Linked DNA regions of Ovis aries: all the other regions are linked to region 2. A link is a contact called in public Hi-C data. All regions are on one chromosome and are shown on one strand. The core of a region is the stretch at or near the end of the contact, and the rest is flanking DNA. Distances in the headings are between cores, read along the strand shown.

What was found. Hi-C and Micro-C count contacts between places; a contact is called where the count stands out from the background.
Region 1: a contact with region 2 is called in a Hi-C map of liver, with 4 times the contacts expected there. The contact joins two enhancer-like sites. A contact is called at or near these places in 4 of 16 Hi-C or Micro-C datasets (blood, liver, muscle and 1 more).
Region 3: a Hi-C map of tail adipose tissue shows a contact between it and region 2, with 1.9 times the contacts expected there. The contact joins two enhancer-like sites. A contact is called at or near these places in 2 of 16 Hi-C or Micro-C datasets (mixed tissues and tail adipose tissue).

The regions. Positions count from the first base shown.
Region 1 is chr2:205,804,897-205,809,562 of ARS-UI_Ramb_v3.0, forward strand. It overlaps a transcript of CTLA4 not described here. Among named protein-coding and RNA genes, the nearest start is that of CTLA4, 54 kb to the right of the region's middle. Within about 2 kb of position 2,660, at least 2 of the 54 cell types and tissues checked have an H3K27ac peak or open chromatin away from gene starts, as enhancers often do. A contact at or near this core is called in liver, where this site is marked.
Region 2 is chr2:205,640,094-205,644,553 of ARS-UI_Ramb_v3.0, forward strand. It overlaps LOC132659328 (a long non-coding RNA gene), which reads right to left. Exons shown (of 3, transcript XR_009599636.1): 1 at 4,064-4,460; 2 at 1,612-1,912. Among named protein-coding and RNA genes, the nearest start is that of CD28, 55 kb to the right of the region's middle. Within about 2 kb of position 1,323, at least 4 of the 54 cell types and tissues checked have an H3K27ac peak or open chromatin away from gene starts, as enhancers often do. A contact at or near this core is called in liver, where this site is marked.
Region 3 is chr2:205,480,233-205,484,806 of ARS-UI_Ramb_v3.0, forward strand. The region is part of intron 4 of RAPH1 (Ras association (RalGDS/AF-6) and pleckstrin homology domains 1); the gene reads right to left. Among named protein-coding and RNA genes, the nearest start is that of RAPH1, 55 kb to the right of the region's middle. Within about 2 kb of position 2,584, at least 16 of the 54 cell types and tissues checked have an H3K27ac peak or open chromatin away from gene starts, as enhancers often do.

The DNA.
Region 1 (4,666 bases), core at 1,410-3,909, 170 kb after region 2:
AGATCTTAAAATCACTGGTTTAAACTAGAGAGGAGTTCTCTTTGCTCTCAAGTAATGTGTAAAGTTCAGGGATAAGCCTTCCACAAAAGGTGTAGCAGCTCCACAATGCCCTTGATGTCTCAGGTTCCTCCTCTCCTTCTGCTCTGCCTCTCTGGTGCTGACTTCCATCCTCATGGTTTCCGGATGGCTGCTGAAGTTCCAGCCATCATACCCATGGTTTCATGCTGGAAAAGGTCAGAGGTAAAAGGGATTATGCCAGATGAATTAGCACCTCCCACTCCCAACTTTTGATGAACTTTCACAAAAGTTTCACTCAGTAAAGAGAAATTTTCCTCTCACTGCACAGCTTACAGTCACATGGTCATCCCTATCCGCAGGGAGCCTGGGAAACGGAGACTTTAGCAGGACTCCTTGCAGCCCCCAACAGATTGGATTCTGTTAATAAAGAAAAAGAGACTAGATTTTGGCTCTGGGAGACTAGGTAATGGCTAGGTAACTGGCAATATCTCTCAAATTTCCTAGACACTTTACATTTTAAAAACATGATTTTTTTTTAATAGTGGTAAAATCTGTATAACCTGAAAGTTACTGCTTTAGCTATTAAAAAAATTATTTACTTGGCTGTGTCAGATCTGAGTTGTGGCATGCCAAATCTTCTGGTTGTAACATGTGGGATCTAGTTCCCTGACAAGGGATCGAACCCTGCCCCCTGAATCGGGAGCACAGAGTCTTAGCCACTGGACCACCAGGTCAGTCCCACTATTTTCGTTATTTTTTAAGTGTACAATTCAGTGACATTAAGTACCTTCACAGGTGTTGTATAACTATGACCACCATCCATTTCCAGAACTTAATCAGCTGCATCAGAAACTCTGTCTCCATTAAACAATGACTTCATCACCACCCTCATCTCCCCTCAGCCACTGATGACCCCTATTCTACTTTCTACATCTTTGATTTTGCATATTTTAGGTACCACAGGTCATACAATATTTATCCATTTGTGACTGACTCCATTTCGCATAGTATTTTCAAAGTTCATCCAATTGCAGCAAGCACCAGTACTTCACTCCTTTCCATGACCGAATAACATTCCATTGTATGGATATGCCACATTTTGTGTATCCAATTACATGACACTTGGGTTGTCTTAGTCCGTTCAGGCTGCTGTAATGAATTACCACAGACTGGGTTGCTTCTAAAGAATAGAAGTTTATTTTTCACAGTTCTAGAGGTTCAAAGTCCGAGATCAGAGTGTCAGCATGGTCTGGTTCTGTTGAAGATCCTCTTCTGCATGGCAGAAGGCCGACTTCTCATCCTGGTAGAAGGGGAAAAGGATCTCTGTGGGGCCTCTTTCATGGCAACACTAGTCCCTTTCATGGGGGCTCTACCCTCATGACATGCTCACCTCCTAAAGACCCTGTCTCAGTACCATCACATTGTGCATTAGGATTTCAAGATAGGAATTTGGGGGAGACAGAAACATTCAGAGCATAGAGGTTGTTTCCAAAGTTTCACTACTGTAAATCATGCTGCCGTGAACATTGGTGTATAGACATCTGTTCAAGTTCCTGCTTTCAGTTCTTCTCCGATTCCACCCACGTGGTAATTCTCTGGTTAACTTTTTGAGATGCTACCAAATGCACTTTACATTTTATCTACTCTTCACAAACTGGCCATTGTTGAAATCACACATTAAAATTCTGATGGAGAGGGGCCTCCTACTCTGGATCCAGGTTATCCCCGGCAGGCTGATACTGCCCATTGCCTCCACTGGGGGACTCCCGTGAATTATATGCCTCAGTGAGCTGGATGGAATTTTCATTTTAGAAATGGGAAACAAATGTAACAGGCTGAATCAGCAGTATTCCCACTCTTCTCCTGGTAATGAGAGCTCTGCTAACTTTCCCAGACTCTGCCCTTTGCAGCCTTATTGGGTCTATACTGGATTCCCTTGACCAGTGGAGACTTGGAACCATAAAGTTCCAGGAGGGAGCTGTTTTCACTCCTATGTCCGACCTCAAGCCAACCTGTCACAGATTTATCAAGGAGGGGGAAGATGGCCTTAGTTCATCTCATGCTCCAGTAATAGTTCTAAGTGTGCGTTCTTCTAGCGGATAAGAACGTGGTCACCGGAGCCAGATGGCTTGTGTTCAGATCCCAGCTCTACTATTTGTTGTGTGATCTTCATTAAAATTATTTCACATTTCACTGTGCTTCAGCTTCCTCACCTATAAATAGGGGATGGATGACAGTGCTTTACTTATTTCACATGATTGCCATGAGGGTTACCTGAGTTGACGTGGTTAAGCAAGTACTTTAAAAAGGTGCCTACACTCTGGAAGGGCTCTGCAAGTGGGGGGTCATGTTAGCAGTACTGACCTTATGATTATGCCCAAGAATGTAAATTCTCTAAACTGTAACAGTTAATAGAGAACTGATTATAGATTACCACTGTAGCTCTGGTAATTAAAAACAAAAGAACAAAATTAGGAGGACACAGATGAACGAAGCATGGAGAGACACAGTCATATGGTTTGAAAAAGCCATTAGACTTTAACTGTCTTTGGCCTGATGTCACAAGCTTAGAAAATGCTAACAGTTGGCCTCTGAAATTTGTTAGACCTGCCTGATTCTGTGATCTGTATCTGTAGCAAGATATTTATTCAGTAGTCACCTTGTGCCATCTATAGGTCAGTATGATTTACTGCAATAACTGAAGAGTAGGCTGTGATAATCTTCAGACACAAAATGATTGACTTGATTTTCAAAACCTACTCACACCTCCTTTTTGCTCGGGAAAGCCTTTCTCCTTTTTTGGTTTGTTCTTTGCTTTTGTTTTTGGTAGATGCAATGCTTTTCGTGACTATAAATAATCCTCTCTATGGAACAAGGGGAGAAATTTTGCCTTGAGATGCAGCTGTGAGTGAGGAGGGCATTGCATACCCAGATTCCATTTGCTCACATGTTCCTCACAACCAGGAAATCTTTCCTTCTATGTTAAATGGCCAAGACATCATTTTAAAAATCCAGTGAAGCTTGCATTTTCCCACAGTAAGGGGGGTGAACCAGGAATTGGAGCGATTTCTGCTTTCTATTGTCCTGGTGTTTTATTCTTAGCACCAGTGGCATAGGAAAGGCCATTGATTGTGATGCAGGGAACCCTAAGTGCTGTAAGGGGCAATGCAGGCAGGGGAAATCAGGGAGGACTGTCTGGAGGGGATGAAGTGGGCTCTGGATTTTAGAAGAATGCGGGTGGCAGGAAAAGGGATGACTGGTGGCAGTGATGACCCATTGCCCTCTATACTATACTCTGTGTTTACCGATCAAGAAGGCCTCATCATATAAAAAGAAGAAACTCGTTTCTCATAAGTCTGCCTCATATCAAGCTTTTTCCTTTGGGTCTTCATGTCTTTGTCTCTTTCCTGTTTCCATTCTAAGTTCCCTTACCCTCTTCCTGGTCCAAACCATACTAGTTTCCTTTAGTTTCTGGAAAGCATCATGCTCCCCATCACCGGAGGTTTTTGCATCAGCTGCCCACCCCTACCCCCGGTATGGAACCATCCTCATCTTGGTAACTCTTCTTCATCCTATAGACCTCAGATGAAAAGTCACTTCCGGAAGGAGGCCCTGCCTGATCCCCCAGACCAGGTGGAATCTCCTTGTACATGCTGTGCTTTGCATTCTTCCCTCTCCTTTGGAACTCCTGTCACACTTGTCAGGTTACAGGTCTAACAGATGTCTTTTCTATACGCAGGTATGGGGCTGTCTGTATTCCCATGGACCAGAAAGAGGCCCATGCAAGGGTCAGGAAGGAAAAAATAGCAGAAAAATTGTACATCTTCCACTATTAAGTTTTCTTTGATGGTTTATTTTAGAGGCCAAGCTAACAGTGCCCAGTCACCAATGCATGGTAGTATTGGTGTAGGAGAATGTAGTGGGTACCATTTTCTCAGTCCAGAAATGGGGCAGGTGCTCTGGTGGCACTCTGTGGACAGAGGAGGGACAATGCTCTAGGGTGGAACTTCTGCCGTCACTCCTGCCCCTGGGGATGGAGTAGGATGGTAACTCTGCAGGGTCAGGGGTAGGGGAGCGGGTGAGTGCTGGTTGCAATATAAGACCATCAAATGCAGGAAAAGGGAAAGTGGACTTTCCCCCTTCAATTAATTGAGAAAAGCCATTTCCCAGAGTGCAGAGGAGAATTGGAAAGATGGATTAAGTCTGTAGTGCAATCTTTTAAAATGTACATGATATTAGATAGTAAGCTATACATAAACCACAAAGAAGATTGTGCAGAGGCTTAAATGGGTTGACACCAACTGCAGATCCAAGCATTATGAACTGAGAGGAGACAGGATGAGAAAGACTAAGTGACCCAGTTCTAAGCCTCATCTTTTATCTCGAATATAATAAAATCTTGAGGTCTTGTTAAAAAAAATAACGTATATACTATTTTGAAGGTGAGAAAGAGAAAAGGTATCCTGTGAGGTTAATTTGGCTGCAGTATTTAGGGTGAATTAGAGAAGACTGGTCCGGATCAGAAGAGTGAGCATTAGGGCTGGAATGGACTTCACGACGCGGCGTTTGAAGGAAGACTTAGAGCTCAGAGCCTTTGGGGTGCTAAGGGTCCCTGTGGGGCATCTGGCTTAGTATTTAGCGTCAGGAT
Region 2 (4,460 bases), core at 73-2,572:
TTATTATCACAATAGCGTCAGCACTTGCCTTGAGGATGATGGGGGACACAGGGAAAAGCTTGTAAATCTTTTTTTTTTTTTCCCCTCCCTGGAGAGTTTTTGCCTGTACTCTTTCCTAAGATCTGAGCACTTTCTCTCTTCCTCATCTGACCAGGACCTTCAAGTTTAGGCTTCAAATTAACTCCCAGAGAGGCTTTCTCAGGCCAGCCTGTTTAAATTAGACTCTCTTCCCCATTTCTTTCTTTTCATGCTTAGACTTTGATTTTCATACTAGTTTTAGATTCATAGACTAATTGAGCTAGACAGTATGCAGAGTTCTTAGGCAGCCCCTGTGTTGTTTCTCCTAGGATTAGCATATAGTTAATATGTTAATATAGTTAATTAATAAAGGGAGTTACAATTGTTTCAATTAATAAACCAACACTATTGAAGGCAATGGCAACCCGCTCCAGTAGTCTTGCCTGGAAAATCCCATGGACGGAGGAGCCTGGTAGGCCGAAGTCCATGTGGTGGCTAAGGGTTGGACACAACTGAGTGACTTCACTTTCACTTTTCACTTTCATGCACTGGAGAAGGAAATGGCAACCCACTCCAGTGTTCTTGTCTGGAGAATCCCAGGGACAGGGGAGCCTGGTGGGCGGCCGTCTATGCGGTCGCAAAGAGTTGGACACGACTGAAGCGACTTAGCAGCAGCAGTAGCTATATTATTAACTGAAGTCCACATTTTATTCAGATTTCCATAGTTTTTATCTCCTGTCCTTTTTTCTGTTCCAAGGTCTCATCTAACTCTCAGTAAATCTTGATGCATGGTTCAGCTTCTGGGAAGGAATTTTCTGAATTGGCAAAACGTTTTGTGGAGAAGTGGAGAAAGGAGGGATTAAACGTAAAGTAACTCAGACAAGGCACTGGGTAAGATATTTTGAATTAGATTAAGTTCCAAGGGGTAAGTACAAAAAGTTCACAGGACAAAATCAAAACACTACAGCGCAAGATAGGGAAAGGTGGAGTTCAGCTTCATGTGGTGACCTTCGTAGAACTAGATGAATGAGTACTGATTTATTTATAGAACCAATAAGATAGTGGGACCTAGAGAAGGCCAAGGGCAGGAAGTGGCCTGTTAGCTTTTCCCTGTGCTGGTCTGACCCCAACTGCGGCCACTCTGTGTCTCCCCTTTAAGGAGGATGTGGGGAACTGGCAGAACTCCAGAGAAGAGCAAAAATGTAATTAAGGCTTGGGAAACAGGGCTGAGAGCAAAGGCCACAGAGCTGTGGGGTTATTTAGCTTAGAGAATAAAGGTCTAACAGATTGGAAGGGTCATTATAGAAAGACATCGGTTGTTTTCCATCTCCGCAAATGACAGGACAAGAGGAAAGAAGTTTATACTGCACTCTAGAAGGTTTGGGGCTGTGAGAATTATTACCAAGGAGACTGTCAGGCTCACACTAGCATCTGAAAAGAAAAAGGATTTATGTACAACTATGGGGATACAGGGCCTTCCCTGGTGGCTCTAGTGGGAAAGAATCTGCCTGCAATGCAGGAGATGTGAGTTCGATCCCTGGGTTTGGAAGATCCCTTGGAGGAGGAAATGGCTACCCACTCCAGTATTCTTACCTGGAGAATCCCATGGGCAGAGGAGCCTGGTTGGCTACAGTCCATGGGGAAATGCTTTGGGGCCTCCCTGGTGGTTCAGATGGTAAAGAATCTGCCTACAATGCAGGAGACCCTGGTTTGATCTCTGGATGAGGAAGATCCCCTGCAGTAGGGAATGGCAACTCACTCCAGTATTTTTGCCTGGGAAATTCCTGTGGACAGAGGAGCCTGGCAGGCTGTGTACGATCGACAGGGTCGCAGAGCTGGACACAACTGAGTGACTGAACACAAGCACGCATGGGGATACAGCATTCACAATTACCTGGAAAGAGAAGGAAGGTAGTATTCAGACACTAGCCTTTGGATTATTTTGAAAACAAACCACCTATCCTTTGCATAAACTCATAGTTGTTTACCATTTAAATTCAGTTGTTAACAAAAGTTGGTTTGAAGGTATAGACATAAATTAGATAAGTTCGTGATTTCTTGAGATAAGGTCCTGCCCCATTCAATTCATTTTGGCTAATACCAACGAAAATGCTCACAGGTTACCTTTATCTACCATGTCTTGATAATTTTTTTTCCACTTCTTGTTACTGAGTTACATTTTCATTACATCTTAGCACATGGCATCATCAAATCCACTTAACTGTATTTTAGAGATTGTTAACTGTGCTCTTTTAGTAATGACAGGAATGTAGCAAGAACACGTACTCCTCATATAATGTTTACTTCCATAAATGGAAGAAACTCCATTCTGTGTGCTATGTATTGAGAATAGTACAACTTCAAACCCTCAAGAGTGCATTTGCTAGAGCTATAAACAAGATAAACATAGAATAGTAGCCATGAAAGCAGACTATGCACAGGAGACAACAGAAGCCCAAGGATCTTGGTGAAAATTGGATTCTTTCATCAGCCCATAATCCGAGTCGTATAATCTAAAGTAAATGAAGTCTTTTTTAGTATTGATTAGATGAGTCTGTAACGGCGGCTCCCTTTGTCGCTTTGGTTTTGGAGATGTGTATTATAATGCTTGAAAGCTGGGAACATCTTTTGGACTCTCTTTTCCTTTAGTTTGTCCTTAGCGTGCTTGCATGCGAAGTCGCTTCAGGCATGTCCAACTCTTTGCGACCCCACGGGCTATAGCCTGCCAGACTCTTCTGTCCATGGAATTCTGCAGGCAAGAATTTTGGAGTGGATTGCTATGCCCTCCTCCAGGGGATCTTCCTGACCTGAGATCGAACCCATGTCTCCAGTGGCTTCTGCATTGCAGGTGGATTCTTTACCACTGAGCTGCCAGGGAAGCTCTTATAAACACAGAATCACTGGTAAGGAAAGAAGGAAGCGTAGCACATATTTCTATCAGCTACTTGGGCTTTTCAGCAAGATGCCAGCTTTCAAGTCAGCAAAATTGCCTTAGAAAGGCCCTCAAAGTTAGCGATACTTAATTCTTTGTTTCCTCCAAAGTGGACATAAATAAATGTTTTCCCTGCTTTAATGCAGACTGTCTTTCTGCATTAAAGAATGAGAGAGTCAAGGCCAACCCCACATCCATTGTCTTTGATATGGTTGTAGTTTTCTGATGATGATAAACCCACAAAACAAGTTTGACTCTATGATCTGACAGAAAAGGTTTTGTTCAAAGTGAGTTGTGATTACTGCGATAGAAATATACTTTGAAATGTTATTTCTGGAATGTGTCATATTGTGATATATAAGTCTGGAAGGAGATATATTCCTCCTTCCCCCAAATTAAATCATCCTGATACCCAAGAAATGTTAACATTTTGGTAAACATTCCTTCTAATGTCTCTATGTGTTTATTTTGTCCATCTATGTCTGTGTGTGTATTTATGTAAATGATACAATATTCTGTTGTGCCCTGTTTTTTACTCAGTGATCTGCCATGGAAATTTTTTTTCCTTTAGTAAGCGTCAAATTCCTTTTAACAGCTACATAACCGCCCAGTGTTTGGACATATCAGAATTCAATTCCCAAATAATGGATATTAGATTGTTTCTAAAGTGAAATGTTAGTTGTTCAATCATGTCTGACTCTTTGTGACCACCAGACTCCTCTGTTCATGGAATTCTCCATGCAAGAATACTAGAATGGGTAGCCATTCCTTTCTCCAGGGGATCTTCCCAACCTAGGAACTAAACCCGGGTCTCCTGTATTGTAGGCAGATTCCGAGGCTTAGCTGGTAAAGAATCCGCCTGCAATGCAGGAGACCTGGGCTCGATCCCTGGGTTGGGAAGATCCCTTGGAAGGGGAACGGCTACCCACTCCAGTATTCTGGCCTGGAGAGTACCGTCTATGGGGTCGCAAAGAGTCGGACACGACTGAGCAACTGTCACTTTCACTTCCTTACAATCTGAGCCACTTGGGAAGCCCCAGGTTGTTTCTAGTTTATGATGACAATAAGCAAGTGCTGAGTGAACATTCTTGTACCTTTATCTGAAGAACTTACCAGTAGAATAGACGAATTCCCAGAAGTCTGATCTATGTCACTCATTCGCTTTCCAAACACTTTTTTGTTTTATCAATTTTCATTTCTACCAACAGCATTGGAGAATATGGTAGCAGATCCTTCAGCTCACTGACCTGAAAGTCTTCAGATATTCAGTCCTAATAAACATTAATTTTGGCAGACAGGTGTCAAGTGTTCTTACTGAGTAGATCAAAACAGACGTGACATTAACAATTAAGAAGTCTTTCCAACTGTGTGCCAAGCTGTCAGAAAAAAGTTTCTTTTCCACACTCCTACACACAATACTTTGTATATCGTCTCTTGAAACATATTTGATTTTGTCATATATTCTTAGGTGTCTTTCCAATTGAAATATTAGTTCCCTGAAGACAAGAAT
Region 3 (4,574 bases), core at 1,334-3,833, 160 kb before region 2:
AGGTGGAAAAGGGCAGTTCTCATTACCATGCAGGAAGAGAAAAGATCACTGAAATGAACTGTTGAAACAAAATAGTAATGAAAAGTTGCATGCACCTCATTGTATTGTGCAAAAATAGAAAAGGTAAGAACCTGATGATTCTAACCCTTTACAATTTAAAGGCAACCTCACTCTTCTGGACAGTAGAGCTCTATGGCAGAACTACCCAGAAATACCTTGTCCAGTACCAATACATACTTCTGAACTTCAAATGGGCCTTAACTGCTGTTTGGCAGTACTCTCTTCTCTCCTCTCTATCATTCCCTCTAAGCTTGTTCTAAGTAGTTTCCAAGTTCTTCAAGTTTCTGGTTTCACTCTTTCACCTCTTCATATGCCCTCACTTCCCTCCATTACTAAGGAAACCACACCGGTCTATCATGACAATCTTCATCTCTAAAAGGTATCCTACAGCTGTGTCCATATTCTCATCCTTCTCTCCAGTTCCATGAGTTAATACCTGCTTCTCCCCTCCAAAGCTACACCATGTCCTAGATCCCACTCATTCCCCCTCTAATATCCCAGTCTCTGACACTCAACTGGTCCAGCTTATTGGGGGCTGGGAAGGACAGAAAAATATTCTTTTGGGTACCCTCCTCTTGTTAAATTATTATTTTCTACTTTATACTGCCAAGTTTCCTGAATTCAGCTGCAGTGTACCTCTTGCACTTATAATTCCCTGCAATCTACCATCCACCTTTCTCCTCCAAAGTCTTCATCCTTTGAGTTGCAATGCATCCTGTAATTCATTCTTAAAGTCATCAATGACCTTTTAACCAACGTTTCTGTCTTTCCTCTCATAGTACTTGCCTTACTGCACTAAAACTGCTTTGGTTGTCTGTTCTGACATCCCTCTCGCCATACAATAAATTATAATCTCATAAAGACATTGTGTATTATGTTCACAGTTTTATCCCTTACAGCCCAGGTACTCCAGCATTTATGGAATGTATGAATAGCTATTCATGCCACAGGCTTGGCCAGACTAAGAGTGATTTTGCTTTCCTCTCTCTACATTTTCTCATTCAACATATTCTATAACACTGTGTCAGTCACCACATCAATGCGAGGCCTACCGAATCTATATTGCCAATATCCTCATTCTTAGGAAATGAGTACTTTGAGTATTAACAGCTAAAAGGGCATGAAAATGCAACCAACTCTCAACTGGTTCAGGGGAAAAAAATATATATATATATATAAAATAATACAGTAAATGTCGCAAAATGTTAAATTACTGAACATGAGTAAGAGTTTCATGAGTTCTTTATACTATTTTTTCAAATTTTTCTAAGTTTGACATTATCTCAAAATAAAAAGTTAAAAAATAAATCTATTCTCACTAGGCTCAGTCTCACATAAGCTCCCGTCATATTTCCAAATGCTTACTGGCTAGTTAAAAAAAAAATCATTATCTAAGGTGTTCAATAAGAGATGGCTACGTGCCATGTTAAACAGTATGATGGAACATTATTAGTTATTGAAATTCAACACATCCTTACCAAAAATGAATATGCACATGGGAAGTATCAAAGACAATGTGGACCAATTTTTAAATCTTTACTGAATTTTACTTTTTTTTTTTTTTTTGGCTAGGAGGTATATCTTAGCTGCCCGGCCAGGGATAGAACTTGTACCCCTTGTACTGGATGGTGAAAACTGCTGAACCACGAGGGAAGTCCCCAGTTTTTACTTTTTCTTTATCACTACTTTCATAAATCTAAAATCTGTGTTTAAAACACATATGTGAATGTGAAGGTCAACTCACATAAAATTTGCTCTATACCGTCTCAGTTTCAAAAAGTTTCATTTGTTACAAAGCTATCATGTTCTCTATCAATCTCTCAAAAACTCCACAAATCTCTGCAAAGTAAGTTATGAATCACTACTTTCTTGAACTGAACCTATAACATGTACCATTTATGAGCCAGAATCTTGTTGGGGAGGATGTGTAGAAAAGCAGTGATCTGAAATATGAGCCAAAATCAAGAAATGAATGACCTCCTATCAGAGTCATGGTTACAAAATACAACATTTTCTTTTGGTAGCTAACACTTTAAATAATAACTGGAAGAAGGTGGAGGTTTGTGAAAACATATTAATGTTTCAATAAAACAGATTTACATCCATCTTGTACTGAGGTTATGTGCTCTTCACAAATATTAAAAATAAATACAGCATGACGGTTACAAATCCAGACCTTTATGGGGTGGCCAGAGTGCCTGGGTTCAAGCACCAGCTCAGTATTTCCTGGCAATATGACTCTGGGCTTATTATTTAACCTGTTTCCTCATGTGTAAAATGGTGTAAAGATAGCATTTATCTCCAAATGTTACTATAAAAATTAAAGGAGAAATAATAACACTATTATTATTAGAAGAATGGGAAACCACCAGCCATCATTTGAATTTTATTTAAACCTCAATTCATTTAGATTACAGCTAGCTTACGGTTGTTAAAATTTTAACATATTCAGGAATATACTAAAACACCACCAGATGGGGATGTTACTACATAAATCTCTTTGCCTTTTTTTCTACTGCCCATGTAGTTCTGTCTCTAGGCTTGGATCTGAGACGCACTGGCTAGTCTAGCCTTGTCTAGATTCTCCTTCAATTTTATGATGAAGTAGCAAGGTAACGCTAATGCTGTAGGAGCTGTACAACCAGACTGCCTGGGTTCAAATCCTCGGGAAAGTTACCTAGTCACTTTCTGCTTTAGTTCCCTTCATTGTAAAACAGTGGTGAAAGTGAAAGAAAGCGAAAGTCTCTCAGTCGTGTCCGGCTCTTTGCAACCCCGTGGACTGTAGCCCACCAGGCTCCTCCGTCCATGGGATTCTCCAGGAAAGAATACTGGAGTGGGTTGCCATTTCCTTCTCCAGGGGATCTTCCTGACCCAGGGATTGAACCCAGGTCTCCCACATTGCAAGCAGATGCTTTAACCTCTGAGCCACCAGGGAATGGTACCTATTCTCAAGGCTCTATACAAACTCAGTGTTAAGACATGTAAAGCACCATGCCCAGCACAGAATAAGCAATAACACAGTAGCTGATATTATTTTCTATTTCCCCTCCTCTTCTCTTTATTCCTCTCCTAGATATTTAACTGGCCATTATATAGCCAGTATAAGGTTCTTTACCAGCTCTCCCAACACAAAACAAAACAGACTTAAAACCAAATAAAAATGCTTTTTCGCTTTTAGGTATCTAAGAAATCCACAAAACAAGGATCACGGCATATATGCCAGTGTTGACTGGGTGGTGTGTTTGTACCTATCCCTCTATTACCTTCCTAGGCCAGTGAAATCTAGAATTAAAACACCAAGTTGGTACATGTGGATAAATTTTCAGTGAGATGCAGCAACATAGCCATTAGAATTTTAGGAGAAACGTAGTTGTAATAACTAGTAACTCCAATCTTTCAGATACGCAGGCCTCTTAAAATTTCAGAAAGCCCTGAGCTCCCATCTAGTTATTATCTCAGAGCAAAAAGTTGCTTTCTGAGAATAACTGGGACCTCAATGCCAATGCCACTTGTTATTACAACAAACACAACTGCTGTTTTCTTTCCAATATCTCAAGATTTCTGCACACATTTATTCTTGAAATAGTTCTGGGAAGTGAAGGAAGTAAAGGAATTACACTGAAGCTATCATATGCTATGCTGCATATCACATTATTAACAACTGGTATAGCCACAGAGATTTCATTAAAAAAAAAACTCTATACACATGAGGGGGAAAAATACCCCACAGCATTGAAAAGCTTTAGTAGCTCAAATATTTAGGAATTTTTCCTATCAAAATATTTACAATACATCATCAAATATTCTTAAAGATTCAGCAAAACTTTTTGAACCTACCATAAGCTTCAGTATATGTTTCTAAAAGCATTTTTATTTTAAAAATATATTTTTGTGTATAAGATTCCAAATTCAGAGGAACTGTTAGTTTAAATCCCACCAGAAAATAAATATATAGGTATATTATAGCACTAACCTTTCATCAGTAAACCCTACTTTATATAAAACTTATAACATGCAATTACTATTTAAATTTGCAAACTGCTGTCTTATTAAAAAGTATTGTTTTATCTTTTAATGTGAATAAAAGTACCAGTAAGTCAACTGTAACATTTATTTCACGTTGCTATAGTCTTTATTAGAATTTACTTCAGCTACAATGAATTCTAAATTTAAAAACAGCAAATGAACACTACTGATGGATTTCATAAGAATACTAACATTATTCTGTAATTCATTTTTATGTTTATCCATAAACTCATATTTTTACGCTAAATCAAACATTCAGGAAATAATCATTTTTGATGATCAGCTTCACTTTATTTTTAAGATACTGATAAAAGCTGGGAGGCAAATGTTATAGTTTTGGAATTCAAAAACAGACTTCCCAGTTATTTGACCTACTTAATCCCCTCTTTGGAATAATGCCCCTACCAAAGGGATAGTTGGAGGCTTAAATGAAATAACATATGTGAAGTGCCTGAAAGCACAGTATTTCAACAAAAGTCAAGAAAGAG